6 separate regions of the Mus musculus genome follow, and all the other regions are linked to region 5. Evidence: chromatin contacts called from public HiChIP or PLAC-seq, Micro-C and promoter capture Hi-C data. All regions are on one chromosome and are shown on one strand. Each heading gives the region's core, a stretch centred on a gene start, on an enhancer-like site or on the middle of the called end of the contact. The rest is flanking DNA. Distances are from core to core; before and after follow the strand shown. Region 1 overlaps Gm19585 (predicted gene, 19585). Region 2 overlaps Satb1 (special AT-rich sequence binding protein 1). Region 3 holds the start of Rftn1 (raftlin lipid raft linker 1). Region 4 overlaps Gm20098 (predicted gene, 20098). Region 5 holds the start of Tbc1d5 (TBC1 domain family, member 5). Region 6 holds the start of Dazl (deleted in azoospermia-like).

The links. Promoter capture Hi-C pulls out the DNA fragments that hold promoters and counts their contacts. A called contact is a pair of places that touch in the nucleus more often than the background predicts. HiChIP or PLAC-seq counts read pairs in DNA pulled down with a chosen protein or histone mark.
Region 1: an H3K27ac HiChIP or PLAC-seq map of double positive thymocytes shows a contact between it and region 5, with 5 times the contacts expected there. The contact joins the enhancer-like site here to the promoter of Tbc1d5 in region 5. A contact is called at or near these places in 2 of 39 promoter capture datasets (frontonasal cranial neural crest and stem cell-derived epiblast-like cells), 1 of 484 Hi-C or Micro-C datasets (B cells) and 5 of 115 datasets of contacts at active chromatin or transcription factors (T-cell acute lymphoblastic leukemia, double positive thymocytes, embryonic stem cells and 2 more).
Region 2: a contact with region 5 is called in an H3K4me3 HiChIP or PLAC-seq map of forebrain, with 3 times the contacts expected there. The contact joins the enhancer-like site here to the promoter of Tbc1d5 in region 5. A contact is called at or near these places in 7 of 39 promoter capture datasets (the HPC-7 cell line, cranial neural crest, embryonic stem cells and 3 more), 4 of 484 Hi-C or Micro-C datasets (LSK cells, embryonic stem cells, muscle stem cells and 1 more), 18 of 115 datasets of contacts at active chromatin or transcription factors (SST interneurons, VIP interneurons, astrocytes and 14 more) and 2 of 9 other capture datasets (embryonic stem cells and macrophages).
Region 3: a contact with region 5 is called in a Micro-C map of embryonic stem cells, with 3 times the contacts expected there. The contact joins the promoter of Rftn1 here to the promoter of Tbc1d5 in region 5. A contact is called at or near these places in 2 of 39 promoter capture datasets (liver and pre-B cells) and 2 of 484 Hi-C or Micro-C datasets (B cells and embryonic stem cells).
Region 4: a promoter capture Hi-C map of pre-B cells shows a contact between it and region 5, with 2.5 times the contacts expected there. The contact joins the enhancer-like site here to the promoter of Tbc1d5 in region 5. A contact is called at or near these places in 3 of 39 promoter capture datasets (the C10 cell line and pre-B cells), 2 of 115 datasets of contacts at active chromatin or transcription factors (large pre-B cells and memory CD8 T cells) and 1 of 9 other capture datasets (liver).
Region 6: a Micro-C map of embryonic stem cells shows a contact between it and region 5, with 5 times the contacts expected there. The contact joins the promoter of Dazl here to the promoter of Tbc1d5 in region 5. A contact is called at or near these places in 5 of 39 promoter capture datasets (liver, neutrophils, pre-B cells and 1 more), 3 of 484 Hi-C or Micro-C datasets (adipose-derived mesenchymal stem cells, embryonic stem cells and muscle stem cells) and 3 of 9 other capture datasets (adipose tissue, liver and pancreatic islet).

Annotation. Positions count from the first base shown.
Region 1 is chr17:52,161,101-52,164,764 of GRCm38.p6, reverse strand. Gm19585 (predicted gene, 19585) reads right to left here. Exons shown (of 4, transcript NR_155494.1): 4 at 1,279-1,971. Among named protein-coding and RNA genes, the nearest start is that of Gm19585, 14 kb to the right of the region's middle. Within about 2 kb of position 1,999, at least 81 of the 459 cell types and tissues checked have an H3K27ac peak or open chromatin away from gene starts, as enhancers often do. A contact at or near this core is called in B cells, T-cell acute lymphoblastic leukemia, double positive thymocytes and 1 more, where this site is marked.
Region 2 is chr17:51,805,064-51,808,397 of GRCm38.p6, reverse strand. Satb1 (special AT-rich sequence binding protein 1) reads left to right here. Exons shown (of 11, transcript NM_009122.2): 3 at 3,025-3,201. Among named protein-coding and RNA genes, the nearest start is that of Satb1, 26 kb to the left of the region's middle. Within about 2 kb of position 1,642, at least 37 of the 459 cell types and tissues checked have an H3K27ac peak or open chromatin away from gene starts, as enhancers often do. A contact at or near this core is called in forebrain and memory CD8 T cells, where this site is marked.
Region 3 is chr17:50,188,233-50,191,892 of GRCm38.p6, reverse strand. It overlaps Rftn1 (raftlin lipid raft linker 1), which reads left to right and starts at 1,396. Exons shown (of 10, transcript NM_181397.2): 1 at 1,396-1,672.
Region 4 is chr17:51,902,815-51,906,237 of GRCm38.p6, reverse strand. It overlaps Gm20098 (predicted gene, 20098), which reads right to left. Exons shown (of 3, transcript NR_045095.1): 2 at 358-747. Among named protein-coding and RNA genes, the nearest start is that of Gm20098, 22 kb to the right of the region's middle. Within about 2 kb of position 2,072, at least 50 of the 459 cell types and tissues checked have an H3K27ac peak or open chromatin away from gene starts, as enhancers often do. A contact at or near this core is called in memory CD8 T cells and pre-B cells, where this site is marked.
Region 5 is chr17:51,177,940-51,181,220 of GRCm38.p6, reverse strand. It overlaps Tbc1d5 (TBC1 domain family, member 5), which reads left to right and starts at 1,869. Exons shown (of 22, transcript NM_028162.4): 1 at 1,869-2,121.
Region 6 is chr17:50,291,912-50,295,584 of GRCm38.p6, reverse strand. It overlaps Dazl (deleted in azoospermia-like), which reads left to right and starts at 1,965. Exons shown (of 11, transcript NM_010021.5): 1 at 1,965-2,178. The coding sequence starts at 2,176.

The DNA of each region.
Region 1 (3,664 bases), core at 750-3,249, 980 kb before region 5:
TGTGTGTGTGTGTGTGTGTGTGTGTGTGTGTGTGTGTGTGTGTGGTGTTTGCAGGGTATACATTATGTGACAGGGGTATATACAGGGGTGGTATACACACCCACATTAATGGGATCCTCCTCTGGCATCTTCTATTTCTATTCATCTTATTTCTTGATAGAGTCCCTCGGTGAATCTGTGGCTTGCTTGCCATTTTAGACTGGCTGGCCAATAAACCCAAGGATGCACCTGTCTTGGCCCCTGTTGCAACTGGAATTTCAGAGGACTGCCTTTACACCTGACTTTTACACGGGTGCCGGGGACTCGAACTCCTGCCTTCACACTTGCACAGCAGGCACTTACTCCTCCATGCTCCCGGGATGCTAAGTAACTTTGAAGAGCATATTTGAAGTCTATGCCTTGCCACTTTCTCTGGCAGAGGTTTAAGACCACACTAAATGGAAACAGAAAAAGAAATGTTGGAATAGGGAGAAACTAGCCAAGTACATAAAGAATAAAATGTAGAAACAGCAAGTATGGACAAGACCATCTTTGTAGTATAATTCTTTTCTTCCTCCAAAAAAACTTCTGTCATCTCAAATGTGTGCCTATGCCATTGTACTCACTCTTCTCTGTTATTTAATCTGTACAGTAATCACTAGTCTGTTTTTCCTTTTAATATTTTACACTTGGCCCCAGATAGGGAAGAGTGACTGGAACAAAACCGGTTAATACATAGCTTTTTGTGTTCCATTTTTGTAGGTTTTAAAAACTCCAAGGTTGGACACAGAATAAATTAATTCTTTAAAACATTTTACTCTATTCATTTATTTACTGTGTGTGGAGGCATACCACAGTATGCACAATGGAGGACTGTGGACAACCAGAGTGGACCACATGGTGGGAGAAGGGATCAAGATCATGCTGTCAGCTTTGTTAGCAAGTTCTGTTACCCACTGAGCCATCTTGCTGGTCCAGAGTATGTGGTCTTTAACAAATGCATATGGAGGCCTATGAGATGGGTGGCTGAGGTATATAAGATGCTGCTCCAGTCAACCCAGCAATCCTGAAGAGAGTCTGAAGACACTTTCGGTCTTGAGCAGGTCTTCTACTCCAGTTCGGATAAAATGATGCTGAGATACAGAAAGGGGATGAAGTAATCCACAACTCACAATAGGTCACCTGGACATGTATGTCCCAACATGACATCTGTATGTCAATATTTTGTTTTAAGCCTCGAGTAGCCTCAGACTGCTATAAACAGAAGAATAAATGAACATAGAAGTAGACTGGAGGGCTTACATTTATTTGTTTATTTATTTATTTATATCTATTTATTTTACAATCATCTCCCATAGTCTGGCATTTATAAACCCTTAACTACTTATCATCAATCATTTTTGGTCAACTTTGATGTGAGAATGATTTTTATCAAGTGTCCAGGAAACACACCTGGGTAGATCTGCAGAATGGCCCAGAGTATGAGAGGCCATGTAGAAACAGGAAGCCGAACTTCAGTTGAAAGAGTTCATGTTTTCTCTCTGTTCAGATCTCAGACTAAATTTGGCAAGCTGTGAGTGCCCGTGCAAGGGAAGGAAATGCATAACAGAGCAGAGCAACTCATCTTTCATGGCTTTTGGGAAATTATTTGACAGATCCACAGTCATATTATTCTTTAAAAACTCTTTCATGAGGCATTTCCCAAGAAATTCTGATGTTGACTGTGGTGGACTGACGGGTTGTGTTTACGTACTTCTAAGGGACCACAAGTCTACCTGTGTGTGAATGAGCGCCTTCCTAATAAGTAAATGACTCTGCTTTCATGTGTTTAATAATATTTAGACTTCACTTTTTCTTTTTTTTTTCCCCTTATGTTCTCCCAAAGAAGTTTCGGTCTCTCCCATCATGTGTTGTTGTGGTGGTGAGGTTATTTTTCTTGATGAGTCGCACCCACTCACAGTCAACTTGAAGGTCTTTTCCACTGCAGACAGCCTGTGAATGCGCAAAAGGAAGCTGGTTATCTCCACATCAGCAACTCACATCACAGCGTGATCAGAAGTGACATCACTGTGTGGTTTCACTAATGATATTTAAAGGAGATCACTATTTTCAGTTGCTTTTTTAGTCTCAGAAACCTCTGCATCTCCTTCCACTTCGCTGCCCATCTGTCACCCCTCCTCTGTCCCACCAGATTCCTTCTCAGCACTACTCTCCTCTCCATTTCCAGCCTGTGATGACAATGGGTCCTCTCAGGTTTTTCTGGGGTTGTTTTGTTTTGTTTTTTAAAAAAGAGAAAAGTCAAGTCCATTAATACTATTGACTTGGTAACTTTTTTTTCCCAGAATAAGATCTGAGAAGAATTCGAGAAAACCACAGATACTAGAACTGATGAAGACTGTTTCCTGTGAATTTGTGTGGCTTGCTCACCAAGACACCCTCTGCTAGTCTCATTCTTCCTTCTATAAACAATTTCTGCAATTGGCCCTAAAACCCTCTTGGAATGAAGACACAATTCTTACATGCGAACACTTCAATCCAGGTCCAGTTGTAGATCAACAGGACCTACACAGGGAAGCATCTTTGTACAGACATCTCTTAAACAATTGTAGTGAAATGATCTGGTTTGAAATAGGTGTCCAGAAGAAAGTCCTTACCTTTGCGTATGCAGTGGAAACCCTCCGTTTTATGTTTACAGTGATAAAATTTGTATATGTGTGTATGCATGCATGCATGTGTACATATATATATATATATATATATATATATATATATGTATATATTTGTGTTTTGGAGTGCAGGTAAGGAAGGGCTGAAAAGTGATGTGTGGGGGAAAAACAGAAATCACATACACTAACATTCCAATAGAGGAGTTTGTAATGAGCATACAAATGGTAGCAGGATGTGCATTTATTAATATTTTATGGAACTGGGTGCCATGAAATGATATCGGTCTCCACAGCATCATCTTTATAACATGTGAGACCACAAGATTCTCCAGCCATAGTCACTGAGCCTCTTGGGCTCTATCTTCCTCCAGTCTAAAATAGTTTCTTAACCCCATCACAGTCGGCTTGGGGGGATGGATGCTTCTTGTGATAGGGTTTACTTAACAGCATTCCTGGTTTCTGCTTGTCAGACACCAGTATGTTCTATCAGTTTTAACAGTCTCCAGACAGAGCCAGATGTTTCTCAAGGGAGCTGAACAGGCAAAATACCCTATAGCTTACAACCAGTAAATAAAAATAATTAAAGTTTATAATATCTTTCTATTCTAAAACTTGGTGAGAAGAACATCTAAGATACTTTTTTAGAATGTATTTTACTTACCTTTTAACTATTTTACAAATACATAATAAAATGTTTTGACCATATTCACCCACCTAGCACCTACTCTCAAACCCCTTGGTACTGCTAAACCCCATAGTCAATTCATAAAAGATATTTTTTAAAAAATTCTTAATTCATACCAGTTAAGATTGAAGAGAGAAAAGTAACCAAGTTATATTTTTAGACTTGTGAGTGGAACTAAAGAACTAAAGGCAAAGACATCTTCATCATTAACCAAGCACTTAGCCCCTACTAAGAACAAATCTTGAGAAATAAGAGAGAATTTGCTCACAATATACTACATGAAACATCTCTAGTGGAGTGTCTCATCTCTTGTAGGGAGAGAGTAGCAGGTAGC
Region 2 (3,334 bases), core at 393-2,892, 630 kb before region 5:
AACTTTGCCTGTGTTAGACATTGCTGTCCCTACAAGTCAGGTCCTGTGTGGAATACCCTGTATGCCTCACAGGGGTCTTTATTTTGTCATTGAATAACATGTAGGACTCAGATTTTTTCTGCATTTGCTAAGCAAAGAATAATAATGCCATCTTTTACTCAGCACGAATACTAAGCAGAGAAAGTTAGGAGGCCGAGGAATTTCATTGTGTTTGATGCATAACATTTATCATATTTATCATACAATCATTTATTTTTTTCCTTGGTTTGGCGAAAACAAAGAATATATTGATCCTGAAATAAACAGACACAGCACTCCGTATTGTTAGATCTTTATCTATTAAAAATGGAAAAACAGCCCTTCAGCAAATTCTTTGGCCTCTACTCATGATTACCCTATTTATTGATTGTTTGCCAAGAATGTATGCATCTTTAAGCCAGGGTAAGAGCATTAAAAATATAATTTATTATGGCTTTTCAAACAGAGTGCATTAATATTGTACTGTGTAGTGCTGAGGCTCTATAAAAAAAGACTTTCTGACGCCTGCAAACACACAAGTTCCATAAATTCCTAAATAGGAGATTTCAGCTGTCTCTGGTATTATGTGATATTTGCACAGCAAACTTTAATGCCAGGACAGTTTTAGACAAGGATTCTACAGACTTCCCTGCTCCTTATGGCTGCCGTGCTGTTTACACAGGCTCATGAACCTCCAGCAAAAGCCTCTAAGACTGCCTTCAGGTTTAAATCATGTGGTATTTTTAGCTTGCAGCAGTGACCAGTGCTCCCTGTCTAATGCAGGAAGGCTATGAAGTTGCAGTAGTTGGAAGTCTGGCCAAACACCAGCTTGAATAATCAGGCAGTCCAGCGAAGGCTCCTGTTTAACATTACTCCTAGTAACAGGAGGGCAACCGTGACAGTTCTCAAGACGATCTAGCACCGGATTTGTAATTAGATGATCCTGTTGCTACCGTATCGCAGCCACCTTTATTATCTATAAGGCACCTTTAAATTCGATCAATTAAACACAGAGTCAATCCAGGCTGTTTCAGTGGTTTGAAAAGGTTTCACTTATTTCATAGAGCAGAGGTCTGAAAAGCTATTTGACACCTCTGATTCCATGAGAGGAAAATGCAGTATACGTGATTTTGGCTTGCAAACCCCAACTCCTCAGACATCAGTAGTGAGGAGAAGGAGCTAAGAGCTAGAGTGTGGTCATCTCACTCCTCAAATGCTTTAAGAAATGCATTGCATTCAAAATTACATATCTAAGAAATACATTTTAATTCTAGGAGGGTCTGCGCTCAAAACAAACAGCAAAAAAAAAAAAAAATCAGAAGTCTTTTGGGAGGTTTTGTTTTTTTATTATTTTTTTTAATCTTATTTTTCATGTGCTTGGTTTCTGTTTGACAGGTGCTAGATAAAAATTGTGGCTAAGCTGAGAAAGCACTAAGAAAAAGGGGTTGGGTGTTTTTATTTGTTTAAGAGATTTTGCCAAAATACCTTCAAGCCAAGGAAGAAATCACCAGTTTGCATATTGCTATTTTTGCTGCGGTCTCCCCAAGTTCTCTTCTGATCCCTGACGGGTTCTCTCTCTGGTATAAAACAGCTGAATGAATGACAAGAATATTGGCAAGCTCTGCGGCTTGTGTTTCATGCCTAGCCTGCTGGTACTTCCCAACGAGTTTGTGAGCTTTTCTAAGTAAACCTAAAGGGGTTGGTTTAATTGTCAGAGCTGGAGTCTCCTGTGAATGGTTTCGCAGAGCTTAGGTGAAGACACACATGTGGAAAGATGGAGCTGTTTTATGGCCGGCTTTTGTTCAGCAGAAACCAGCAAATAGAGGATTTGTAAAGGGCCTCTCAGGCAGTAGGGAAATGTCATGCCGATCCTCAGAGCAGGGGATGGGCAGCTGACACCCTCAGAAGTTAGGGTTCTGCCAGTCCAGTACAAGTCCAGAGTATAGAGCCGACGCAGGCAGGGATACTGTGGAACTAATTGGGGATCCTGGGTGCCCTGTTAAAGTAACCCTTGTCATCATTTATGCTAAAGATGATACTCTCCTGGCAGTGTGCCACAGTACTGCTCAGATGCATCTGTTTTTAACCCTTTTCTGGAACTGTTGGAAGTCTGACAGCGTACTGCATTAATACCTTGAGTGCCACTGCAGGTGGACTCCGGCTTCTGGGCCAAATCTCCTTCCCAACAGTCCTGTGGCCTGTGTCACTGAGCTCTTGGACTGGGTGCCAACAGAGAAGCAGCAGACCCCACGCAGAGCCTGCCTCTCCTGGATCGCAGGAAGGCCAGCTTTCCTTTCACACTCTGTCATTTTTACCATATTTAACTGCAGCAGAAATTGTTAACGTTAAAGACTTATGGCTGCTGTCAATGGCTTTTTCCTGGATAGATGAAATGGGTAGTCATAGATAGAAGTATTCTGTTTTGTTTGTTCTGTACATTCAAACAGTGCCTATGAGCACCGATGTGGTTACGTTTTGTGTTTCTTTTGTGGAACCAGTTAGAGGAAATGCTGAAAACCAGGCAGAAAAATCATTGTCTAGTCAGATAATTTGGGCGCAAGCAGGTAAAGCTTGTTATTAACAGAAGTGTGTATGCAGGAAGAAGGTGGGCTCTTCGAAGACAACTGCAGTGGGTTCTGTTTGCGTAGCAGTTAAAGCAAATCAGACCAGACACTTATCTGTCTCTCGTCAGCATTACTGTTCGATCAGAAAAGTAATTCTGCGTTCACTGATTTTGGAAGATGCACTATTAAAATGAATGGCGAGGCCACGTTACCTTATGAGCAGGTACACCGTAAAGGAAGTTAAAGTCTTTCCTGTGCAACTTTTAAACAGTAAATGACTGCATGTTTGTCTGTGTGCCTGTGTCTCCCCCCAGACTGCCTGGGAAGCTCTGTGGCTCCTCTCACTGTGGTGAAGATTTAGTTTCATAGCTTAGGTCTTCCTCCCTCCAGACTGTTTCTGAAGATTGTTGGTTTTCTATATTTTCCTCTGTCTCTTTGATAGGAACCATGTTACCAGTTTTCTGCGTGGTGGAACATTATGAAAACGCCATTGAGTATGATTGCAAGGAGGAGCACGCGGAATTTGTATTGGTGAGAAAGGATATGCTTTTCAACCAGCTGATAGAGATGGCGTTGCTGTCTCTAGGCTATTCACACAGCTCTGCTGCCCAAGCCAAAGGTAAAGGATGCATTTGTGGGGCTGGGAAGTTGCTGGTCCTCCTGTTTGCCTCTCAGACAAAGCAGGGAACATTTTATTCAGAGAGCTACAGCCTGTGTTTTATGTTGGTTCCTTATAGGCTGTGGCTTTAAAA
Region 3 (3,660 bases), core at 147-2,646, 990 kb after region 5:
CTCTCTTCTTTGATGCCCTGCGATTTCTTGTTGACCACTGGCTGGCACTGTTAGGTTCTGTTAGGTGCTGTTTTCTCTCTGTAGTGACCATCAACGGTCCTGAACACTGGTGTAAGAGTCCTGATTTCCAGGTCTCAGCAGGATCTTTAGCGGAAAGGCACCCTCCCTCCCTTTGACTTCATAAATAAATGTTCAACACTGGGGTGCCCTGGACCCCTGTCCTGGCTTATTATTTCCAGACATGAACTAGGGATAGGGAAATGTGGAGAAAAGTGGGCGGAATGCCGGGATGGGGTGGGTAAATAGGCAGAGGAGTAAAAAGACAATTCAGGGGCAGAGTGATGGGGGGAGTAGGAGAGGGCCACAGGGAAGAAAATCCCTGAGTAGCTCTCACAAGAGGAGTTCCTGTAAACAGGCAGTGCTGCCTCCCCCCTCGCGCATGTTTCTAGTACCAGAAGGACCTCATTAAAACACAGGGTCTAGATCAGCCAGCCCTCTGCCGCGTGTAGCTCCAATGCCTAAGGACCCTTCTTTGCCCAACCAGAACAGGGTAATCAATTAAATCTCAGCCCCTTATGGTAATGATGATAATAACGATAATCGCAGAATTATAGAACGCTTCCAAGCATTTTCCATTTAATAAGACACAAGGAAGTGCTGGTTGGCCGATGAACAGGCCCAAAGTCACCCCCAGTCACTGGGAAGTAAGGACAGAAGGCAGCAATCCATCCTGACCATTTGTCTCTAGGGTTCCTGCTCTCAAGCCCTGCACGGTAATTCTGTTTTGTTTTACTGGCCTCAAGGAGACAGGATTTCACACTTTCACTATGGTAAAGCAGCCCTGTTTTAGGGAACAGCCTTATGGATTCTCATTGGGGAATCCATTTTGCTAGGCTAAGATGACCCAATTGCATCAGGATCTCAAACCTTTGGATACCTGGATAAAGTCGGGAAAGAGGCTGAGGCCAGTGGTACTATTTCTCTTCCCAAGCACTACTTTCGGAGAGATAAACCTGGGAGCAGAAGCTGCCTGGGGACGTTCCCACCTGTGGAATGGGTCCAGAATGGATCTCTTTCTAGCTCTCCTCCCCGCCCTAGCCATCAATCAGCACGTTGATGGCCGTCGCCTTCCCAGTATTTTGGCTGCCACCTTGGTGCTCTCCTAAGCAGGTCCCAAAACCCAAGCCTGGGAAAGAGAGGTGGGGTTAGGGGGAGGGGGAGGGAGAGCCCGGTTGCGCGGCGCTGGCGACGCACGGGGCGGACGGGTCTCTCGTGCGGGGCTGCCAGGGGCCGCTCGGCTTCCCCCAAGAAGATGCAGCACAGCATATTTTGCACATGAGTTCAGAGGAAGAGGAAGTGTAGCGGGCGGACGCGCGGCGGAGGCGGCGGCGGCGGCGCGGGGTGGAGTGGGGGCGGCGGGGCTGGAATCAGAGCGCGCAGGGCGCAGAGCGCAGCGAGCGGGAGCGCGGCGGCCACTGGCTCTGGAGAGGTACCTGTGCGGCCAGCGCCGGAGGGACAGACGACAAGCGAGCGGCCGCGCCCCGCGCTCTGCCCCCACCCCCGGGGTCGCGTCGTCCGCGCGCCGCCCTGCTCTGCATGGCACAAACTTTCATCCCGGGACACAGCACGCTGTCTCCGCCCGCGCCACGGTCACCGCTGCTGGTCCCCTAAGGTAGGTGGGCGTGCGGCGGGCCGGCGAGGTGGCGCGCAGAGGCCTGGGTCGCTGGCTCTGCTGGCCCGGGATCCGGGTGAGCAGGCGACAGCTCCTCGTGGCACCTCGGGGGCTCCGGAGCTGTTAGGCGAGCCCCCTGGTGCAGGTCGCGTGGGGATGGGGACAGATCGATGGGACGCCAGATTCTGGGCCAACTTTTTTTCCCCCGATGAAGAGGGGGAAAAAAAGCAAAACAAACAAGCGAGAGAGCGTTGGGGTGAGAGGTCGCCTGCTGGGGGTCCTGGGCTTCGCAGGCGGAGGTCTGCTAGAAGGACGCGGAGGGGAGCTTGGAGGCTACAGGTGGGTCAGGACCCGGGGCCTTAGTGGGTACTGGGCCCGGAGCAGATGGGAGTTGCCACCGCCCACGTGCACCCGGAGACCTGGGCTCGACCCAGGGAAGAGGTGTGCGACTCTTGAGAGCAGGCAGGAGGGTACTCGGTGGAAATACTGAGAGCTAAATCCCAGGCACCAGAAATGGGGCTTTTCTCCTCTGAAAAGGGGATTTTTTTTCTTGCCTTGTTGTAACACACTTTTCTAGGCATGGGGCACACCAGGATGGGCATGGGGTCTGGGCGAGGAGGAGGGAGTGTGTATTTAAAGAAGCCTGACTGTCAGGCGAGTGCGCCAGGTCTACTGGCATCACTGTCTTTGGAGGCCAGAATCGCGCAGAGGGCAGGGTTAGCCCCGCGCGTGCTCCCTGATGCCTGTTGGCTGCTGGCTCTCAGCTGCCCCCTGTGGGCGGTGGGTGGTGTGAGTGAGTTTGTTTAGGGGCTTACAAACAAAAACTATTTTTTAAAAAGAATCTGGCACAGATCTTTGTATATGAGTGGCTGCCTAACTGCCCAGCAACAGACCCTCTGTTCATACAGCTGTTTTCAGAAGGGGCGCAGGGAGGTGGGGTGGGAGTGGGTGGTGGTGTTAAGGTCAGAACAGGTGTCTCCCAACGGCTACTATGGAGTGTCATCTCAGGATAAGCCTTTTCCAGGAAGGAAGCCCAGGGTGTAATGTGAGTGGCCTACAAACCCATGGGTAGGGCCATTGAACCCAGCATACCCGTGGCTGCCAGGATTCCTAATTTGTACCTTCTGACCAGCTGGATTCTGAGGAAGTTCAAGTGACACCAGATGTCACCAGCCACTCATCCTCAGGGGTTAAACAACGAGCTGTGTGGTGCTGTGCTCTGACCTCAGTTAAGCAGTGTTACCTAGAGTGAGCTTGCAGACTCTTCTGCCTTCTGTAGAGGTTTCATGAGGTCCGAGCAATCGCAGCCTCAAGCTGGGGAAGCCTCCCTGTGCCTCCATTAGTGGGGTAGGACACTGTGTCGTTTTGTCCCGTCCCCCCGACCCCCATCGTGGACAAGGGACAAATGAGGCAGATTGCGTAGTTAGCTAATCGATTTGGTGCAGGAATAAATTGGGGCTACTAGTCAGTGAATTTTTTTCTCTGCCTCTGGAACAGGGTTTTTTGGGGCTTGATTTCAGTGACTGCTTTGTATGTGGGGAAGCAGGCTGAGTGGTGGGAATCCCTGTAAAGTGCCTAGAGTTTCTCCAGGCTTCACTTATGTCAGAGATGGAGCTGGGTGGTCCCATGGCTGGGTGGCCATGGCTGCCTTATCAAATGTGAACTTGGTAGGCTAAGAAGGGGGTACTCCCATATTTCTATACCACTTTCGATTTTTATTGTTGTTGTTGAGGCAAGGTTTCCCTGTGTAGCCCTCACTGGTCTGGATCTACCACTATGTAGACCAGGTTAGCCTCCAACTTGCATTGATTCTTCCTTCCAAGCACTGAGATTATATGTACCACCACACCTAGCCCCCATTAAAACAAAACAAAACATTATATAGTAAAGTTGTAACAGAGATCATACAAATACCTAGGAGGGCACAGTGGCATACGCCTGTAATCTCAGAATCCAGAAGGTGGAGGAGGCTGGAGAAAATTGAGTTA
Region 4 (3,423 bases), core at 823-3,322, 720 kb before region 5:
TAAGACTGTACTCATGGTTTCTATGGAGATATTATTTACATGTAATGCAGTGTATGAATCGCAAATGTACCTTCACTGAGTGTTGAGCAATAGACTCCCTCAGTAACTCACAAACTTGTCAGGGTAAAGAACACTTCCAAGTGCTTATCCAGTCAGTGTTCCTCATTGCAGTCAGCATAGGGCTGCTGTAACAGAATCCACAAGTCGTGTGACAAAGATACCTACTCCTCACGATTCTTGAGTCTGATAAGTCCAAGATCCAAGTGGCAGCAGACATAGTGATCCAAATGCTCACCTTCGTACTGTGTCCTCACAGTGGGAGGAGGAGGGCAGATCTCTGAAATAAAGGGCACTGACCTCAAAGAGGAGATCTCTGTCCTCTTGACTATTCTCTAGTGGCTGGTCTCCATCAAGTGTTGTCACAGGGAATTGAGATGACAGCATATGAGTGGGGGCCACCAGCTGAATGTGAAGACCACTGCAGATGCCTGCAGTTTGCTTCATCGTGGGTAAGTTTCTGTCAACTCTAGAAGCTGGTACAAAAGAAAACATGTAGAAGACTCCCTTGTGGAAAGTCTTTTTAACCCTGTACTTTGAGGGTAGTTCTCCAGCGCAGGTTAGATTCCACTATACAGGTAACCGAATGTGTGTCCACTTTCTATTCATGGGCATCCCAGCCCATGACGAGGATGCTATAGACATGTACAAGTTTTCTTAATAGATGTTTTCATTCCTTCTGGATAAGATCTAAAAGTATAAATACCAAAGACTTGGGTGAGGCGCATGCATACCAGAATAAATCTCATCATGCTTTCTCATTTCATATTTTCACTCACAATATGTTATAACTCTATCATTCTAGCAAGTATATATTAATAACACATTGGTTTTAATTTGTATTTTTTTTTGATATATGTAAACGTAGACATTGGAGAAAACACAGGAGTGTATCTCAGTAACTTTACAACAAGGCTCAGAAAGCATTAGATATCAAAAACACAAAACAAACAAAAAGAAACCAGGTACGGTGGTACACATTTTTAACCTTAGCACTCAGGCATCAGGGGCAGGCAGGTATCTGTGACTTTGACGTCAGCCTGCTCTATCCAGTGAGAGTTACATAGTAAGACCCTGTGTCAACAAAGGAAAAAGAAGAGAAAACAAAAGGCAGAGTATGAGGAGGTGACTTAGTGGGTAAAAGAGAAGGCAGGCCAGCATGAGGAACTGAGTTCAGACCTCTAAAGCCTACCTAAGAGGAAGACTCAGTTGTGTGCCTGTTCATCCATCAGGAAACAGGAATCAGAGACTGGAGGAATTCTAGATGTTCACAGGCCAGCCAGTCAAAGAGCAGAACCATCACTGAGGTTGTCCTCTGACCTCCACATGCACACTCACACACACACACACACACACACACACACACACACACACACACACACAGAGGCTATATGAAAAAATGTCTATAATTAAACAATCAAATCCAATGGGGAAAGCCTGAACAAAATGTTTACACAGGCCCTTCACCAATGAACACAGTGGCCACGAAGCACATGGCAAATCTGTGTGACCCTCCTTCCTTCCCCCCGTAGGAGAAATCATCTTTTATTTTTACTACTGTTTTTACACACATAGTTTCCCACCCGAACTCTACACAACTTGGAAGCAGAGAGTATGTTGAAGGCATCTTTGGTTACCTCACTTGAGACATTCTCAAGTAGTTTCAAATGGTTGACCCAATGAAATAAAAACATGTATGGTAAGACCTGAATAAGGCCATTAATATTATAAATAAATAAAACAGTAACAAGAACATTTCCTACAGATGATGGGGGGAAAAATGCCAAGAAATAAAAGCCTTAAGAGGGAGAAAGAGGAGTCCTCAAGGTTGGGTGAAATTACTGTCAAGATATGATATAAAATACAAGAGGAAACAGGGTTTATAAAACAAAATAACAAAGATACTGTTAAAGAAAGCTTCCAAAAATAAGACATATGCTCTCTTCATGGGCAACCTATCTCTGTGTGGGTAATTTTGCGTCTCTGAAAGCCCAGGGGAAAACTATCAGACCAAAACAGGAAGCTGTGCATGTGCTACAGAGCGGAAGTCACTATAGCATGAGTCTCTGTGTACCCTGATGTGCATCCTTCCTTCCAGAAAGCTCAGATTCCTTGTCAGAAATGACACCCAGAAAGCACAGATGGCATCATGCCTGCCTCACTACGTGTTTTGGGTACCCATGACATCATCTTGGAATTCCCAGCATACCACCATCTGAGCCTCACAAGGCATGTAGCCTCTGAAAAGAAAAGTTGTTCTGCAAGGCTCCTGTGAAACCTGCTCATGGTTCATGAGCCACAGTTTAGTGTAACTATAACGAATTTTCTAGAACTAGAGTCTTACTCCAGGCATCTTCACAATTACTTGAAAATAGGAATGCCTATTTGGTTTTCAAAAGATGAGCTCAAGCTAGTTCTGTCCCTCTGGAAGAGACCTGAACATGTCCCAGGTCATCTCATTTCTGTCCCAATCTCCAAACTATTTTGTGAAAGTCACTTGATTCTTGGGTCAAAGCAAGGTTTTCTTTTCCTTCTTTTCTTTCTTTCCTTCTTTCTTTGTTCCTTTCTTCCTTTCTTTCTCTCTCTCTTCTCTTTCTTTCTTTCTTTCTTTCTTTCTCTCTTTCTCTCTTTCTCTCTCTTTCTCTCTCTCTCTCTCTTTCTTTCTTTCTTTCTTTCTTTCTTTCTCTCTTTCTTTCTAATATTTTTTGGAGGGTGAGAACTTTGAGACAGGGTCTCACTATTTACCCCTGACTGTCCTGGAACTCACTGTGTAGATCAGGCTGGCCTCAAACTCACAGAGATCCACCTACCTCTGCCTGCTGAGTGCTGGGATTAATAAGGCATACCATCACCACCTGGCTAAAAAATCACATATTCCAGGCTGGCCTTGAACTCCTGATCCTATTGCATTCAGCAAATCCTACCACCCTGCACCACCACAGCTGAAAACTTTTTTTAATTAAAACATTTTTCATATGATATATTTTGATGGTGTTTCCCCCTCCCTCAATTTCTCCCCTCCCAACTTTGCATTCCTTATCTCTTTCTCCTTTTAAAATAAGCAAACAAAACCAAAAGAAATTCACATGTACAAAAAAAATCCTCACAAAATAGAAATTAAAATAAGCAAACAAAAGACTGATAAGACAAAAAAAAAAGTCCAAGTAAAGCAAAATGAGACAAAAATACCACTGTGTTCCTCGAGTATTGGTGATCTATTGCTGGGCATTCTTTCTTAATAAAGACACAGAAATCATGGCTTTGAACCAGGAAAATTCTGACCAGAATAAGCAAGTTTCTTGACTGTCTTTTTAAGATCTTCAGGGGAAGAGAACACAATCTTTCTGAATATATCACATATGGGGA
Region 5 (3,281 bases), core at 620-3,119:
TTCTTTCTTTCTTTCTTTCTTTCTTTCTTTCTTTCTTTCTTTCTGTAAAGTCTCCTTCCATACCATGCAGTTGGTGGTTGGCCGTGTAGCTACCCTCTGTGCCAGCTTCAATGGTGTCTTAGGAGGCACCATGACCACGTCAACTCTTTGAAAAGAAAATAATAATTGGCAGCTTGCTTACAGTGTCAGTTTAGTCCATTATCATCATGGTGAGGAACCTGGAGACATGCAGGTAGACATGGTGCTGGAGAAGCAGCTGAAAACTACTCCTGATCTGTAGGCTGAGAGACTGGGCCCACTATGAGCTTTTGAGGTTTCAAAAGCTCACTTCCTTTGACAAGGCCACACCTTCAAATCCTTCTATCACTCTACTCTCTGGTGACTAACCATTCGAACACATGAGCCTACGGGGGCGATTTTTATTTAATCACCACAAATGGTATGGCTGCTTTCTGTCTTCTTTTATCCATCTCTGAGAAGCAGCTGAGCTTTATAGTCTTCAGAGATGTTCTTTTCATCTCTAATGAAATTGCCCTTCGGTCCCTTCTTAAATTATGCTATTTATGAGACTAAGCGTCCCAAGAGGGGATAGAGATTTCTCCTGTCATTTGGTGACCACACTGAAGGACCTCTACAGTCCCAGTAACACCAGCATAGTCAGTACTTCAGGAAGGAGATGAGGGTCTGCGGTGAGATATTTCGGTGCCGGAGAACAAAGTCCACTATACATTGTAGAATACCAGTCATGTGGCTGACTGCTGTATTGCTAGCTGGGAGAGCAATATCCAAATACAGCATGATGCATCTTCCTATTTCTTAGGATTCTGTTCATGAGACTAATGTAATCATGAGTTTAGCCAGAACTTTTAATAGCTTACTCTATTCAACCTGTTCAATTTCTGCTACAGTGAGAAGGGCATTAGAAAAAAGAGAATCACTGTGTTAAGTGTGGTATGCCTTCCTTGGAAGCTAGCTAACTTTCTGACCTCTGTTTTGGTTTCCATAATCTGAACATAACAACTGATTTTTTTTTTTTTTGCGCTATTTGTAAAGACAGATTAATAAGAGATCTCTCTTTCTCTCTCTCCAACTCAGATGAGCTATTTACCACTTTCTTATTGAAGAAGAAAATACCAGCCTCCCATTGCTGGAGGTTAAATGCAACTTTAAGTCAGGATTAAGCAGGGGCATAGGGCGGTAAAACCAGGGTCTAGTCATTTGCCAAAATTGTCATTCATTAGATTAACTATCTAATGACTAGTCATTAGTCTAGATTCGAGGTCTGAGAAGATAAAACCTGTGTGTTTTTACAGGTGTGGGGTTGCTAAAAAAACAAAACAAAAAACAGCACCTCTCTGGATTCATACAAAGAAGGTCTTCACAAAGAGGTAGTGAGTCCCTACAAAATTGGGTGGCACGACCTATCTGTCATCAGTCTGTACAGCTGTAGACCAAGGATGAAGGGAAGGCCATTTACAGGAGACAAGGAAATTGTGCGATCCGAGGCAGGAGTGCCAGATTCTTAGGACGTTCCCAGGCCTGACTTATCTCCTCGATGCCAGTCCCACCCTGGGAAGCTGGTGGCAAGTGGGGGACCTCGGGTTGTGGCAGAAGGCCGGCTCCCACTGTAGGGAGGCCCCGCGCGCATGCGCATCGGCATGGCCCAGGCAGCTCCATTGGTCTCGGGCGTCCCCTTTTCCCTCTTCACCCCGACCTATCCCCCAAGACACCAGGCTCCCAGAGCGCGGGTCACCCGCGGCTCACCCGCTGGCTCGTCCCAGGCCCGGGCGCGCGCCTGCGCACGGGTCCCCGGGCGCGCGGGGTTACTAGAGGTGGAGCGCCGGGAGGGCGCGCAGCAGGAGGCGGACGCCGTTACGGAGGGAGCGTGGTCACGTGGCCGCTGGTCACCGCCGCCACCTCCCGCCCCATTCTCTTGCTGGTCGGGCCAGGCCCGGCGTGTTCCACGAGAGCCCGGCAGACTGACGGGGAGAGAGAGAGAGAGAGCGAGAGAGCGAGATAAAGAGAGGAGAGAGACAGAGAGACTGACAGAGAGAGAGAGAGAGAGAAAGGAGGGGAGGAGGATTCAGGGAATAGGAGCTGGGGAGCCCTGCTGCGCTACAGGTAAAAAAATAACATAACGATGCTAACGGTGAAAAAGCGCCTCGCCTCCCCCGTCAGCCTCCCCGGGCAGCTGCACAGCCGTCGCTCCCTCCCCGGCCTCCCCTCAGCCTCGCTGGGCCCCGTCCCGCCGCCAGGGAAGGCCCGAGCCGCCGGCCGCGGCTTGCGCGCGGGCTGGGAAGGGAGGCGGGCTGGGGCTCGGTCCGCTGCGGGCCGGCGGGCGAGCGGGCGGAAGGGCGAGCGCGCACACGGGCGAGGCAGCCTCTCTCAGCCCGCTCGTCCCAGTCCCCGTCCCCGTTCGGTCCTCGCTCCCGGACGAGCTCGGGAAGCAGCTACCGGGCATTGCCGAGCTGCTCAGCCAGCTCTACTTCCTCTTTGGCCGGTTCCCTGTTTCTTTCAGCCCTGGGCTGCACGTTTCCTTCCCAGGCCGGAAGTCAGGCGGCTGGAGCCCGGAGCCGAGCAGCCTCGGAGGAGAGAAACCCTCTCCTGCCTTAATTTGCCTTAGTGCTACTTAAGTTAGTCACGCCGGCATCTGTCAGTTCGAGGCCTGGCAGGACCCGAGGAGAACGACTTGGGAGAGTTCCCCCTGCCCCCTCTGTTTTCCTGGAAATGTACTGTTCTTCCAATACATTCTGTGCAGATATGCGACCTAGAGTTTGGTCACTCCTAGTTACTAATAGTTTCAGGACGACTTACTAACCAATTCAGCGCTTGAGAATGGTAACAGCTTTTGAAGGTTACATCTTTTATAACCCTTCAACTTCCACCCCCCCCCCCCCATCACTTTCTGCAGAGTCCCCATTTCTCAATTCTGAACTGGACTGAAACTTTACTATGCAGGTTACATGCTAAACTGCCTGAGGTGGATTGTGCTGAAATGCTAGGGCTTTTGTACGCGTAGTCCATCACAGTGTAGTCCACAAACCACCTCTTATTAGTGTGCTGTGGCACAGGATGCACTATTGGAAAAGAACTCTTGGAATACAGTGGGAAAGAAACTCACTTTTCCGTTATGCGTCTTTGGTTCAGTTCTATTTCCAGGACTTCCTTGGTGTCCGAAATAGAATGGAAAGGGCAGCTGCAGTGGGATAGAGAGCGTTGATCAAACCTGAGTCCCTGGGGGTTGGGTTCTTGTTAAAAATGTGATAGGAATTCAGTGGATG
Region 6 (3,673 bases), core at 716-3,215, 890 kb after region 5:
TTTGGAATGTGTGTGTGTGTGTGTTAGAGAGAGAGAGAGAGACAGATAGACAGAGAGACAGAGAGACAAAGAGACAGAGAGACAGAGACAGAGAGAGTGTGCGGGGAATTAAAGCCAGGACATCCTTCCCACACATGCTAGGCAGGCGCTCTGCCCTGTGTGGCACCCTCTGCACAGTCCTCTCTTCTTTTTATGTTGAGACAGTGTCATTAAACTGTCAGGGCAGCCTTGAACTTTTAGTTTCCTTTGCCTCAGCCTCTCCTCCTAAGCAGCTGGGATTAGGAGACTGCTGTCTCTAGACCCCACTTCCAGGAGGATTTTCTTTGAAAAGTCCTTTTCTGAGAGGACCCCTATTGTCTCTGCAGATTGGCCTTTGTTTCGTTTTTCAAGCGTTTAAACGCCTTGCCTAAGAATCTTTTGCAGGGAAGGGGATAGTGAACTGGGAAAACCTGGCTCTTCCTTTCGAGATTCCAGTAACAAACATGTCATAACTATAAACGCCAAACTTGGAGAGCGCAGGAATGGAAGGTCAAACACCAATGAGAGTTAGATGGTTTTGGGTTTGCTCTAGTCTGCACGGTGCTCCCCGTCCCCTCACGTCCGTGCTTTTCCTCAGGATGATGCCTTGCCAGAACACCGGTGTGCTGCAAGGTGCTCAGCTCCAAATCGGGCTGCACCGCTTCAGCTTTCCCCATCCAGCCAACGCAGGAAGGCCTGGAGCTACAGAGTTTAGAGCCATCTCTCCGCTGCTCATTAACCAACCATTCCAGCTGTCTGTAGTGGGTTTTTTTCTTCTCTACACTAAAATGAGGACAGTCCAGGCCCTTTGTTAGACTGTTCACACCACCATGTAGCCACCTACCGAAGGCCAGTGGAGAATCGGATCTTCACCGCTGTAGTTTCGAGCTTAATTTTAGTTTCAGAATTTTGGAATTTCCCCCCTTTCAAATAGGTGCAATCTACCCTTATTTGTTTTATTTTTATTTATTATTTTAATACTATTTTCTCCATCATTGCTGCATGGTTAGTGGCAATCTTAAGCTGTTTTGCCAGCTTTAAAAAAAAAAAAAGCTGTAATACTTATCATCTGTACAAAAGGTAGTCAGGACGGTATAAGTACTAGGTGGTTCTGCCGTAAGGTTATCTCCACCAAGCACCCTACAGCTCGGCTCTGCTGTAGGTAGGTAGGCCCCGTTTCTCTGGCCTTGAGAATGTTCTAGAATTCTCTCAGCTGGCCTAGCTTGTTTCTGTAAAGCCTACAAGAGAAACGCTCACACTGCAACCTAAATTCCACGAAGGGAGGGATATTCTCTCGTGTGGTCTGGTCACTGCTGTGTCCTTTGTACCGGATAATTCGGGCATTTATTTGAAGGGGCGGGGGGGGGGGAGAAAAAAAACGGAAGAAAAAAACTAAGTCCTGATGGCTGACGGGCCGGCCCGTGAGGCATGAGGTGCGCCTTCCACATGCACCCGGACTCAACCTTCTCAATGTGGCTGAAAAAGAGGGTGAAGGGGCCCGGCCAGGCAAGGCCTGCTCTCTAGTCGTGCCGCCCGTTATTAATTTCTATTTCTGCGGGCATTTTGTAAATTTTAAATTCGGCCGCCAAGCTTTGCTGACGGGATAACGCCATGCCTTCGAGGTGCCATTTTTGAGGTAATGACTTGAATAAATGCTTTCCTGACAGAACTCTGAGCACCGTCCTGCCCAGGACTTATTTCACAGGGGCTTCGGACACGGTCCTGGGGGGGCTAGGGAGTGGCAGGAGTCGGTCCATCTGTCTGTCAGTGAGGCTCGGGCCTGCTCGGCAGCCGAGACCCTTACGTAGATGTCGCGCATGCTCCATGCGCACCCCTCACGCACTCCGTGGGCGACGTGGGTCCCCTGGCCCCCCTTGCGAGGCCCTAGCGCTGCCGCCTATTGGCTGTAGCACGTCACGAGGCCAGCCACGCACAGTCATCCCCCCGGGGCGCGCAGCCCACGCCTCAGTGACTCGGCGACCCTCAGCACGCTCGCTTCGGGACTCCGCTGTCTCCGTGGCCGTGGGCTCTCTTTCCACCACCGCCTCGGCTTTTTTTTGCCCGTTGGCCGGCTAGGCAGCCACCTCACGTAGCTGCCCCGTCGCGTGGCTTCTGCTCCACCTTCGAGGTTTTACCACCCGAACTCTGGCCGCCATCATGGTGAGTCGAGGGCAGGCCCCGGGGTGGCAGTGCAAGACCAGCCGGAGGCCGCGATTCCTTACGCGGAGGTTTAAAAATCGGCCTTTTCTGGTGTAGCACAGAGAAGTGGGGAGAGGGCATAAAGAGGGTCCTTTCATATTTCCGGTTCTGGGTTCCTCCCCCACCGGACAGCCCCCAGGGTGAGGCCTGGAGGACAAGAGTGGCGGCCTTGCTGCCTTTGCGGCCTACACCAGCACTGAGGGGTTGCGGGGAGATGGCGGGCAGCCCTGGGGACCTCGGGCAGCCCCGGGGTGGGCCACGTGCACGGCCTGGGCGTCACGTGACGGCTCTTTCCCGCCTTTGGGCCGCGGTGCCCGTAGGAGCAGGCCTTAGGCGAGGCCTGCCGCGGCCCAGCCCCCACCCCGCGGCCCAGCTCCTCCGCACGAGCGCCCGGGCTTCCGGGTCGGAGCGCCGCAGCGCGGGCGCCTCCGCCAGGTGGCGCCTAGGCTGGCCGCGCCGGGTCCTGCGGCCTGGCGGCTTGGCCGCGGCGTGGAAAGGACCCGGAGGGCGTGGTTATCGGGAGGCTGAGGGCGGGCCCTGTCGCCTGGTGACTGTGGGTGGGGTGGAGGCGGCTTTGCGGGAGCTTGGCTTGCGTGGGCTGGGGGAGGAGCCAGAGGCCTGAGCCGGGCGGGGGTCGGGGAAAGCGGGACCGGACAGCTCTGCTGTAATCGCCGCTGCCGCCGCCAGCAGACTGACTGAGGCGTTGCCAGGCTAGCTTGGGCTACTGAAAACAAACGTTGATAGCCATTTAATCACAAATCCGTTAGATGTTGCATGTTCGTTTAAAATTTTTTTCCATTTTAGAGGTAAAGGAAGAAATTTATACTACTTATGACCGATGTTAACTTAAGTTGGAATTCAAATTAAGCATTTATAATGTGAAATAGGTACTTGTCTATCACAATAATTTAAATCGCACAATATTGGACCGTTTTCTCACTACATTAGGGTTAAACATTTGATAACTGCAGATTTTTATCTATTGGCCAGTATTTGTAGCATACATGGGAATTTGCTTAGCATAGTGATTTAATTACATTTCAAAAATGTGAATCCTGAAATCTTTAATAACTATTCTCAGCTTCTAGCTATATTTGATATGTGGATTTTCCAATACAATGAAGTATGGTACTGTACAAAATAGGCAAATTTTTGTGTGCTGGCTCATTGCTGGTATTCTAATATTTCTCATAGCTAATTCAGAGGTATAATTAAATATGTCTTAAATTTAATACAGTTTGTTTTCAGTATGCTATTATAGTCCATTGATGAGTAAGATACTTTCCCACCAGGGTCAGTAGTGGGCATTTAGGTGTGTGGAAATTTACAATTATTGGGGACAGCAGGGGGCCATATGGAGCCCTTTAGAAGTTCAGGTCAACTCTGGCAACATAAGACGTCATTTAAAATAAATAATTGTACTCAAGAAGTAGAGGCATGAGTTTGAAGCCAGCCT